Regions from separate parts of the Callithrix jacchus genome. Here region 1 is linked to region 2. A link is a contact called in public Hi-C data. All regions are on one chromosome and are shown on one strand. Each heading gives the region's core, a stretch centred on a gene start, on an enhancer-like site or on the middle of the called end of the contact. The rest is flanking DNA. Distances are from core to core; before and after follow the strand shown. Region 1 holds the start of QTMAN (queuosine-tRNA mannosyltransferase). Region 2 holds the start of ZEB2 (zinc finger E-box binding homeobox 2).

Region 1 (5,268 bases), core at 996-3,495, 190 kb after region 2:
TTGGCAGCAAGGACTTAATAATTCTTACAATCAGGCACAGCCGTTGTCACTACTGAGGATGAATGCGTTTGATTGGTTCATGGCTCTGGAGGTCTGGCCAGAATTGTCTGGATCATGCAGATGAACCCTGACTGAGATGAAAGTTGTGCAACAGGAATCCTTGAATCCAGTGGGACAAAGCAGCTTCTGACAAAAATACCTTCCTAGCTAGCGCCAAGTGCAATTTCATACATCACTCAGACCATGCAGGCAAAGCTGCAAAGTCAAAGAATTTTGATGTTAAATAGCTTTATGTAAGTGTTAACTATTAATATGAGCCAGATGCTGGCAGGTATGTGAGACAGAAAGTCTGAATTTGAATCCTGGCTTTGTTTCCAGTTAAGCTGGGTGATATTGGTTAAACAACTTACCCTCTCTGGGCTACAGTTCTTAATCAGATTTAAAAAGATTTAAAAATTTTTTCATTTTAAAATGAAATGATTAGACTCCCAATTATTTTAAGGACCAGATTAATTATAAAATTATGTCATTCTATTTTCAAATCAATGACATGGCAGCCATAACCTTTGGGATTTTTCAGATATCGTGGTTCAATTTAGAATTTTTCCATTTTACAATGGGCTTACCTGGAAGTAACCCCATAAGTTGAGGAGCTTCTTATGACTTAGGATACGGTTACGGTTCCTACTGAATGTATATATATATTTCATACCATCCTAAAGTTGAAAATATTGGAAGTCAAGGACCATCTGATCTGTTGCTAGCATTAAATGCAATTTTGGCTTACAATATTTTTTAACCTACATTGTGTTTATTGGGAAGTAACCGCATGGTAAGTGGAAGAGCATTTTGTACTTCATTCTGTGTAATAGGATTTACTAGTTTCATGTGTAGTCAGGAACACTCACTTTCAGGTTTTGGCATTTACTTCTGTTTCTCAATTTGTGTGAAAGTGGATGGACAGATGGTTTATTAGGCTTTCAAATGTTTACAATGCTGTTGTTCAATTCAACAATGGTTTTAAACTTTGAATGTCCACACAGAGCTGGATTTTGTTTGGAACGGAAGACCGTTTCAACGCTTCAATTTAAGGATAAGAATGTTTACTGACATAACTTAACGCAACTTTGGATATAACTACAAAGGCCTAATCAATTTCCTTTATTTTGGTATGTTTCTTAACTCATTTCCGCATCACAGCCTAACTCTTCCAAGTTGCAGTTTCAAAAATGAAGTTACTTAATAAACAAGACATCCAGTTATATTTGCATGTTTTGTCTTCGCTAGACTCATTTAACCTATACCCTCCTTCCATATACAAAATCCTTTACTTCAGAATCACGGAAATTTAGAAGGAGGGACACATTCTTCACTTTACAGCCAAGAACACCTAGGACTTCCTGGTACTCTTTCTACTATGTATTTTATAAATAAAAGAGCTGAAGTGAAATTAGGTCGCAGGGAAAAAACATCCAACATTTGTGAATTTTAAGCCGCAATAGAAAAATCCCATTCCTTGACATTCAAGTGGCAATGAGAATATTAGTGCATAAAGAAAGTATAGCTGGAATTATGCAAGTCAAACGATGGTCTCCACTGCTGTTGCTTTGCTTTGCGATTTTTAATTGTTCAATGTGACTCTCTTCGTGTAAGTGGGACCGTGAACATGCAGCTGTTGAATACTCAAACTGCAACAGAAGTGTGTGTAGTAGTCAGAACCGAAAGGACGCGAAAAATGCAGTTAAAGGAAAGCATGAGCCTTGCCAGGAGGGATCCGAGGGGGTCCAGAGGTAGGGAAATTAAGACGCCTTGGCACAGCAGTTGTCGAGGAGGTACGGGCTGCAGAGCAGGTAGAGGTGTCAGCAAGAGAGCCGGGAACGCACCGGGGCCCTGAGGCCCCAGCATGCAGGAGAGAGGACGGGGAAAGAAGATGCAAGGGGCCAGGGGTAAAACTGCGGAAGGAAGCCGAGGTCGACCTAGTGAGCAGCACAGACCTTCCAGAAGAAAAGAGAAGGTGACTATGAGAGCTTAGAACGGGACGAGGAGGTTGGGGAAAGAGTATGAAAAAGCTGAAGGGGCGGACGGGGTGTTGACGAGATGGGAAAAGGCGCGCGGGGAGGAGGGGAGCGGAGCGAGGACTGGGGACAGTAGGCAGGTGCGACCAGCCGAGCTCGCGGGCCGGGGCGGAGCTACTCGCGCTGGCGGAAGCGGCCGCTGATTTAGGGACGCTGTGCCGGCAGAGTCCGGGCTGCGCAGGGAGGCGGAGCCTCGAGTGCGCGGGCGGGCAGAGGGGCGGGGCCAACGCCTGACGCGGCCGCAGACCGCGGCGGCCGCGGGCCGGGAGGGGCGGCGGCATTCGCGGCGGTCGCGGGGGAGGGGCACGGCGTCAGCGCGTCGCCGGCTGGGCTGCGCCCGTGGCCAGGAGGGAGAGACGAGGAGGAGGAGGAGGAGGAGGAGGTGAGTAGGCTCCGGGCTGGGGAGCCGCGCGGGCCGGCAGGGAGGCGGGGAGCACGGCCCCTCCCCTCCCCGGCGCCCGCCTCGCGGGGCCGCGCTGCGCGGAGTTCCCAGAGGGGCAGCCGCGGAGGCTGCGGCGCGGGGAGCCGGGGGCGGGGGTTGTGGGGGAGGCGGAGCTGAGAGTCTAGCACTTCCCGGGCGCACGCGCTGCGCTCCCTGCGCGGTGGTCCGCCCCGCGCTCGGAATGCGCCGTCCAGGCCGTTGCGTTTTGTTTCTTCTGCAAACTGACGGGGTTCGAATTGCTTTTTCTTGATGCCTACACGTCGTGCGTGCCGGCTTTCCGCAGCCCGGCGCTCCGCTTCTTACTCGCGCATTCTGCGAGGACGGGTGGGGGCACGTCGCCCTCGCGCGGGAGAAGGGAGGCCGGGCGCCCGGGGTTGGCCTGAGTTGGCTGGGATGCCTGGCCGACCACCAGGGCTGCCCGGCGCTTGGCCCCTTGCAGTGCAAGCCCCGGGCCTTCCTGAGGGTAACCTTGGCGTCTGGCTCCTGGTCGCTCTCGGTTTCGAGACCTCCCCAGCGCCCCACTCCCCTCTGCCAGCTGAGTGTGAAGACCACACTGTGCCCCTCTCCATCCCTTGTCTGAGGATTAAGCGCACAACTTCCCATTTTCATCGGGATCCAGACAGTCCCATTCTGTCCAGGTGGAAAGGTTCTCGAAATTTAAGTCTTGGAAATTCAGCAGCGAAATTTAATACTTTAGTCCCGAAGCATTTTTTTTTTTTTGCCTTCTCTCGCACATACAACTTTTAGAGTCTTCTGATAATTCTGCGGCATTAGGTTATCTTGAGATTCTTAAGTTAACCGCCTTGAGGCCCTGTGATGGCAGGTTCAAAAAGAAGGCTTTTACAATTTTTCCTCCACCCGTATCGCAGTTTGAAATGGAAAACGTGAGTCGATGATTTTCCACGCGAGATGGATTTCAGTTGGCAGCCCCCGGCTGCCGTGGCTCACCTTGGTCATTTGGTACTACCCGGAAGTTGATTTTAAAGCTTAACATAATGGTTAGGTAAAGGAGCTACTGAAAAAGAAGTTCAGTACAATTCAATAGAGCCATTCTATTGGATTCTATTAACTTGTTTAACCTTAAGCTTTAACCATGACAGGAGTTTCATGTAGGAACCCACATACCAAGTGAAATATTGAATTTTAATTCGTGCGTTCCGGGTCTGATTTGGATTAGATCGGCTCCCACTCCCTTTTGGTATACATTTTCCATAGGATCCTGTACTGAATTTAATGGAAACAGTTTTGGTATTGAGGGTTGGAGGAGTACGTCTTGAATCGAGAAACTTTCTTTGGCATACTTGAAAACAATGAATAGGTAAAATCTGAAGCATGATACTTGCAGTAAGGTAGGAAATAATGAATTTTTTGACATCACCAGTTTGCAAAGTTAAGATGGCTTCTTTACTCCTGATTTGAAAATTGTGTTGACGTTTTCATCTTATGCATTACAGAAGTACAAAGTTTTCGATTTGTAAGGGACCTTTCAGCATAATCCAATCCCATTATTTTACAGAAAAATTGAGAATCTAAGAGTTTCTTGATGAATTTAGTAGGAGCCGAATAGAACTAGTTGCCTTAATTAAACACTTAACTAGGTAATTCAGACCTCGTTTATTGTACTAAAGTTTGTTTGATTATGGTATCTTAAAAAGCCAAGTAATTGGCTGGGTACGGTGGCTCATGCTTGTAATCCCAGCACTTTGGGAGGCTGAGGCAGGTGGATCATGAGGTGGTGAGTTCGAGACCAGCCTGGCCAACATGGTTACACCCCATCTCTACTAAAAATACAAAATTTAGGCGGGTGTGGTGGTGCATGCCTGTAATCCCAGCTACTCAGGAGGCTGAGGCAGGAGAATCGCTTGAACTGGGAGGCGGAGGTTGCAGTGAGCTGAGATTGCTGCATTGCACATCAGCCAGGGCCAGAGAGTGAGACTCCCTCTCAAAAAAAAAAAAAAAAATTCAAGTAATTACTAAATTTTAATATTTTTTCTCAATTTATGATTTTAACCCATTAGATTAAAATGCCATAAATTGTTCATAGTTAGGAAGTATTTACTTCTATCAGTTTTAACATTACTTTCCAGTTTTTTGAATTAGTAATTATCTTTCCCTTATAATCGATTCATATTTTTGATTCAGATAGCCTACATCACTTCCAGCAGATTGGTATTTTAAGAGTCTTAGAGTTATGGTGTATATAACCTCGATATAGTTATGTGTCACTTAATGACAGAGGTATGTTTTGAGAAATGTATCCTTGTGGGTGCATTGTAGAGTGTACTCACATAAACCTACATGATGTAGCCTACTTCACACCCAGGCTATAGGGTATAGCTTATTTGTCCTGGGATACATCCCTGTTCAACATGTTACTATACCGAATACTGTATCTAAACATGCCTAAACTTAGAAAAGATTTAGTAAAAATACGGCATTAAAATCTTACGGGACCACAGTTATATATATTCAATGTCTTGTTGACTGAAATGTTGTTATGTGATGCATGACTGTCACTTAGGAAAGGAAATCCTTTTGATAATCTAATTCAAGCATGTCCAGTGTCACATTTCTAAGTGAGGCTCAGATGCATGAGTCCTGAAGTTCTTACTGTGGTGGGATGAATTTTTTGCATCCCAGAGCACAGTGTTTAGTGTAGACATTTAGTAAATACTTGTTAGCCTGTATGCACTTTTCTGGTAGGTGCTTCGTGAAAGATCGGCCATGTCTTACTCATCTGTGTATGCTCGT
Region 2 (5,881 bases), core at 2,997-5,496:
TCAGCTGACCGGGCGGCGGGCGGGGGTCGCGGGCTCCCGGGCGGGGACAGGTCTGGGGGAGGGCGGTTGGGTGGGAGGGGGCCGACCCCCCCCCACCCCGCGCTCCTCCGCCAGTGTAGCGGGGCCTTTCCTGGAGATCAAATGCAGGGACCGAAGCTGGCGGCGGGGGTTGGGGCGGGGTGGGGGGGTGGGGGCAGAGCGCGCGGAAAATTGGGGACAACAAGCAGACCTGTTTAGCATCAATAAATTAAGATGCTCATTTGGGTCCTGAAGTTTGCTGGTTCCTGTCAGTGGAGACGTTGGCAAAAGCCCTGAAGCCGAGATTCAGCCTTTACTTCAAAAAAATAAAATAAAATAAAATAAACCCCTCAGCTGGCAGCCCTGCTGGGACCAGGTGACGTGCGAGATTCCACAGCCTGCGGGTCTCGCAGCAGGGATGTTAGGGACGGTCTGAGCTTCTCTGGTTCTGTTTTGGTTTTGTTTGAAAGGGCTTCTCAGAGAGATGCTCCTGATTTTTTTTTTTTTTTTAATAGACTTTCCCCTCCTATCCTAGGCTCAACTCCGAATGGATTGGATTGCGAGTCTGCACGTGAGAAAACCGTTTGGCTTGCCTTGGACCCCTGCCGCCCCCCACCCCCTCCACACACACCCAATGCAGGGTCCCCTTTATCACCCTTTGCTTGGAACTCCAAAAGAAGTTGCCCACCTCCTGAGTCACAACACAAGGTCGAATAATTCCTCCAGATGAAAGATCAGTTCCATTTCAAAACGAGAATAGGTTCCTTTTTTTATTCTCTCCACATGGTACAAAATAAACAGAATTTGCTTTAAAAAAAATCATTAACTATGGCCAAATTCCAATTCCTTCTACAGCCTGTGTGTTCAAGGGCAGAAACATTGTATCTCTTCGGGCATCTGGGCCGCCAAGCTGAGCGGGGGAGGGGGGAGCGGCTGTGAAAGTTGAGGAAATTGACAGACTGAGAGGTGAATGGGGGGACAGGCATCAGGTCTTGGCTGGAGGGAATTGGAAAACAAAAGTGCATCCTTCTCACCCTGCCTGGGTGGAGGGAATCCTGAGGTAGGCAGGCAGTTTGTTTTGCCCATGGAAACCCTAAAGAATTATTTTTCCCCCTTCAATGTTGATTGCAATATTATTTCACATTTCCGTGTATCTGTTGTTTTAATCTCTTTCGTCTGCGCTAATCTCGAAGTGGATTATTAATGGGGAAGACAGAGAGAAGGAGCGATTCATTTGCAGGACTTATTTTGCTGTGTGAGGAGCCGAAAGCCAGCAGCCCCCAGTCCTCTCTCGACTTTTCTCTGCGTCCTGCGCTCCTGCATCCCCCTGATCCCACGATCCCCATTGTCCCCGGACCTGGCCCTCGGACTGAGAGAATGTTCGGAACAAATTTATATTCCGGCTTCCACCCAACCCCATCACCTCTGCCACGTTGGGAACTCTCTCGGCCAAATGCCTGGGGAGGGGCGTGCCAGTCAGGAACGAGGGGCAACCTAGCCGCGCGCTCACCCCTCTGAGAGACCCTTCCCGTGCCAACATCCAAACATCCACCTTTATGGAAACTTGGAAGGTTGCTTTTTCACCCCAAATCAAATACTGGCCAGTCGGAACTCCCAGTGCTACATGTTGGGGACTGTCTCCTGCCACGTGAACGATTACTGAGTCCAGGGTAATCAGATGATTAGGTGTTTTCAGTGGAAATACTTAAGGGTCTTTTTTTTTTTTTTTAAGTCAGATCCTAAGTAACTTGACATTTAATATACATAATAAAGACAAGTGTTTTGTTAGCTATTCGGTTAGATCCTTTGACCTGAGGTTACGCTTGTGTGTGTCTGGGCTGTAAGCTTCCAATGGCTACCTGGATGCCTGAAGAGTATTGCCTGGAATCACTCTAGGCAATGGGCTCCTTCTTCCTTAGGAGTGAAAGAGGAGTGGCTGTAAAGCAAACTTCTAGAGAAAGCTGGACTCCAATTTTTTAAATTAAAAAAGAGAAAAAAAGGAGAAGAAAAATGGACATGAACAGTGGTGCTAAATCTTAGAAGAGGAACTTGATAGGTCACACATATATTTAGTATAGCTATATAACAGTGAAAGAAATGTAAAATATAAAATTCAAAATGTATCTGACCCATGTTGAAAATATTTGATTTTATTTATCAATAATTTTAAGCTGAAGATCCTGAATACCTTTCTTCTATAGACACTTTATCTGTGATGGGGTGGGGGGAGAGAGTTAATTTATCCAGCAGCTATTATAATAAATATTTAAATTAGGAAAGAGGTGAGTCTGTAACCAACTGTGAAAATCTTTCTTGCATCCTAGAACAAGATCTAGCTGTGGTCGTGCTTGGTAGCTATTAACCACCCCCTCCCCACCCTACCCCCCAAAACATACAAAATACAAAGACGTGTACCTCTGGGAGTGTGGATGTGGCAACCCATGTGGTAGTTTGTCCCTCCTTTGAGTGCAATTGCCAGTGACTCTTGCATTCAAAGTCTTGCTTTAGGCACACATTCAAAGCATAGTTCAAAGCAGTTTATCTTAATATAGTGTTGGATCAGGGTATTATTTGTTTCAGATTTCATCAGACTGGAAACAGGAGGGTGTAACGTATTTAACAATATTAAAGCTTAAAAATTGGTGCGAGGCAGCTCTCTGGTCTTCACACCTCCTCCACCTTTACCTTTCCAAAGGATCCTAAATGCTGTGAGACTAGAAGTTTATTTGTGCTCTGAGGTTCTCAAGCACTTTCACTCTTTAGGGGGAAAAAAAGTCTTACAGTTCTTTAAGAAATTGAGCCTGAACCATCCGAGGAAAGGAGATTTCTTCCTTTTCCGATAAATGCCTGTGCTCAGCATCCTCAAATTTGGCTGTCTTTATTTACTTCTATATTAGTTCCAATTATGTGCAGTGTAAACCAGCTTTTTGATTAACAAAACAGCAGAGCATTGGTTAAGAACACTTAAACTTCAAAAAAATTCCCCTGGGAAGTGGGCTCTGAATTGGTTAATAATGTGCAGTACTTGCTAAATTGCTGACTTCCAGATGTGGAAAATATCTTTCTTGTTTAGGACCTATGTAACCTGATTGGATTACGACAGAAGCGTCACGTTGGAAGCTTTTGAGTGATTATTTAATTAACCATACAGTAGAAAGCTGTATTCTCCAGGAAATCCCTTCCATATTTGCATAACCAATCCCTTCAGAGCAAAGGTGGAGTCTTTTCTTTTTAATTTTACTTTAATTGTAATATCAAAAAATATATACTCCAAAACTTAGACCCCATGCCGTTTAATATCATGCTCTTCCTTCCCTGCTAAGTTTCTCTGTGGCCTTTCTCTTTTCTCCTCCTGCCTCCTTACACTCTCTCCCTCACTTTATAGTGAGGTCTCCCTAAGATGTAGAGAGATTCAGAGATCGGGAGTGTTCTATGTTAATTTACTTAGAGATCCTTTATTAAAATGCCAAACTACTTTTTAATATTAGGATCCAATCCAGAAATTCATCACACACACACCCTAACACACATGCCCTAAGATGCCGCTCTCATGCATTTTTTTTTTTTTCTGGCTCTGGTACCTAAAAAGAAAATAATAATAATAATAATAAGAGAAAGGATAGCTAATTTTGTTCCAGAAGCTGTGCTGAGATATCCACAGAATTTGTTGTGCATCTCAGATCTGATCATTAGAGATATCTGTACAAGAAGAGACGATCTGGATTTGAGATTTGAGGACCCGGGATCTTTCCCTTTAACTTTCGCCCCTTAGAGTTCTCCAGTTCTGTGAATGGTGTGCACGGTTTTCCGCCCTGTACTCTGTAGGATTTAGTGATGAGGATAATGATGCCAAAGGCTTGACGGGCGGGCGGGGGGGGGGGGGGGGAGAAAAAGGGAGGGAGGGAGGGAGGGAGGCGAAGGCGAAAGGGAGGGAGAGAGGAAGGGAGGGAGGTGGAATTTCATTTCTTCCACTAAAGCGTTTGCGGAGACTTCAAGGTATAATCTATCCCAGATCCTTTCCCAGAGAGAAACTTGGCGATCACGTTTTCACATGATGCTCACGCTCAGGGCGCTTCAATTATCCCTCCCCACAAAGATAGGTGGCGCGTGTTTCAGGGTCTCTCGTCTCTCTCCTACAGAAAAGAAAAAGAAAAAAATGTCATTAGAAGAGGCGTAACACGTCAGTCCGTCCCCAGGTTTGTGTTTCCTAGAGTGGCCGAAAGAGATCAGTTCTAACCTGCTCCGCAGGAATAACGGTCCTGCCTCCCGACACTCTTGGCGAGGTTTTTGTACAGTTTGCTCCGGGAGCTGTTTCTTCGCTTCCACCTTTTTCTCCCCCACACTTCGCGGCTTCTTCATGCTTTTTCTTCTCACCATTTCTGGCCAAAACTACAAACAAGACTTCGCAGGTAGGTTTTTTTTTCCTCCCATTTTCTCTCATTTTATCCCTTTTTGGTGTGCTCGTCCTCCATCCTCCTTTTCTAATTTTCTCATTTTGAGTAGGGATGTGAGTCTGAAGTGAGAAGGGGTGTCCGTGGGTAGGAATTTCAGGTGGGTTTAGCTCCTTTTTGGAAAGCTTTTCCCAAGAGTGGCTTCTTCGCTTTCTCTTACACACTCCCTCTCTCTCCTTGCTTTTCTCTCCTTTTTCCCTCCCCCAAATAATTTCCCCTGTACCTGTCCATTCAGGTAACCAAAGGTGCCCTTTGCTACCCAGCCTAGGAAAAGTTTTGTTGAGAATTATATGGCTGGAATAAAAACTCATCAAGGGGAGAGGTCCTGCTCTATTTTCGCATCTAGTTCCAATTCATTATATTCAGCAATTAGGACTTGGCAAATACCTGTTAATAATTACAAAACTTGGTCAGTTACAGACCTACAAATTCGGGGGCAATTCTTTCTCTTAGACATGGCAGTTCATCCTCTCCCACCGAGAAGGCTGTTTTCTAAGCAGAAAGTTGTCTGTTTTTGTCTGCTTAGCGAGTTTCATTTCTTTATTTCATTCTTTGTGTGTGTGTGTGTGTGTGTGAAGTAACACCTCACTTCTGTGATTATAAATAAAGAAGTGAAAGTCCTCATGGAACTTGAGTCGTTTACCAAAGTGGGGGGGGGGGGCACTACAGCTGGGAAGAAAACTGCTGTCAGGGTACCAGGGTTTTAAATTAGGATAACTTTTAAAATTGTATTTTAAATGGCAAAGTAATATAAACCTGGATTTAATAGAAGACACATACACACATATATCCCATTCCACACTTTGGCACTGAAAAGTCGAGAGGGAGATAGCAGGAGTTCCCAGGAACAGTGATGAGCCCGGCTAACATGAATGTGTTTATCTCCCACCTACTGATATATTTTACATGCTCCCCCTGTAATGATGAAGGTAAGATTACTAACTCCAGACTTAGGAGTAACAGGCAAAGATAAAGTTTACAGCACAAATGTCCTGTCTCTCTCTCACACACACACATGCTTATAAAACTAGCAACTTACTTTATTAAACATGTATTTATATGCAATCGTGTGTCTCAGGGTGAATACAGAGAGGCCAGCTGTTTCATCCCAGACACTTGTGTGACTATTTCTTTATTTCAGGATTTCCCCTAACAATTTCAAATCAATAGGACAAGGAAAGAAATGATAAAATGTGTCAAACTTAAATTAAAAGTCTCCTACTATGTATGCCTAGGTAAATTTAAGGTGCTTTCTAAAATATCCACTTCCCTTTCTCTCTGCCCCCCTCCCTTCACCCCTCTCAGCAAACGTGTGGAAACTGATACTCACTTTCCAGGTTTTCTGCAAAGCTTCGAGCACAGGAGACAATAGGTGCGGGGCGTGGGGACTGAGTATGTCCGGCAGAGAAAGG

The links. Hi-C and Micro-C count contacts between places; a contact is called where the count stands out from the background.
Region 1: a contact with region 2 is called in a Hi-C map of skeletal muscle, with 5 times the contacts expected there. The contact joins the promoter of QTMAN here to the promoter of ZEB2 in region 2. A contact is called at or near these places in 3 of 3 Hi-C or Micro-C datasets (induced pluripotent stem cells and skeletal muscle).

The regions. Positions count from the first base shown.
Region 1 is chr6:86,030,820-86,036,087 of calJac240_pri, forward strand. It overlaps QTMAN (queuosine-tRNA mannosyltransferase), which reads left to right and starts at 2,246. Exons shown (of 14, transcript XM_078327881.1): 1 at 2,246-2,457.
Region 2 is chr6:85,838,728-85,844,608 of calJac240_pri, forward strand. ZEB2 (zinc finger E-box binding homeobox 2) reads left to right here and starts at 4,247. Exons shown (of 10, transcript XM_078327876.1): 1 at 4,247-4,427. It overlaps LOC103793805 (a long non-coding RNA gene), which reads right to left and starts at 468. Exons shown (of 14, transcript XR_013518943.1): 1 at 230-468. LOC103793807 (a long non-coding RNA gene) reads left to right here. Exons shown (of 2, transcript XR_004745021.3): 2 at 554-840. It also overlaps the pseudogene LOC144576660.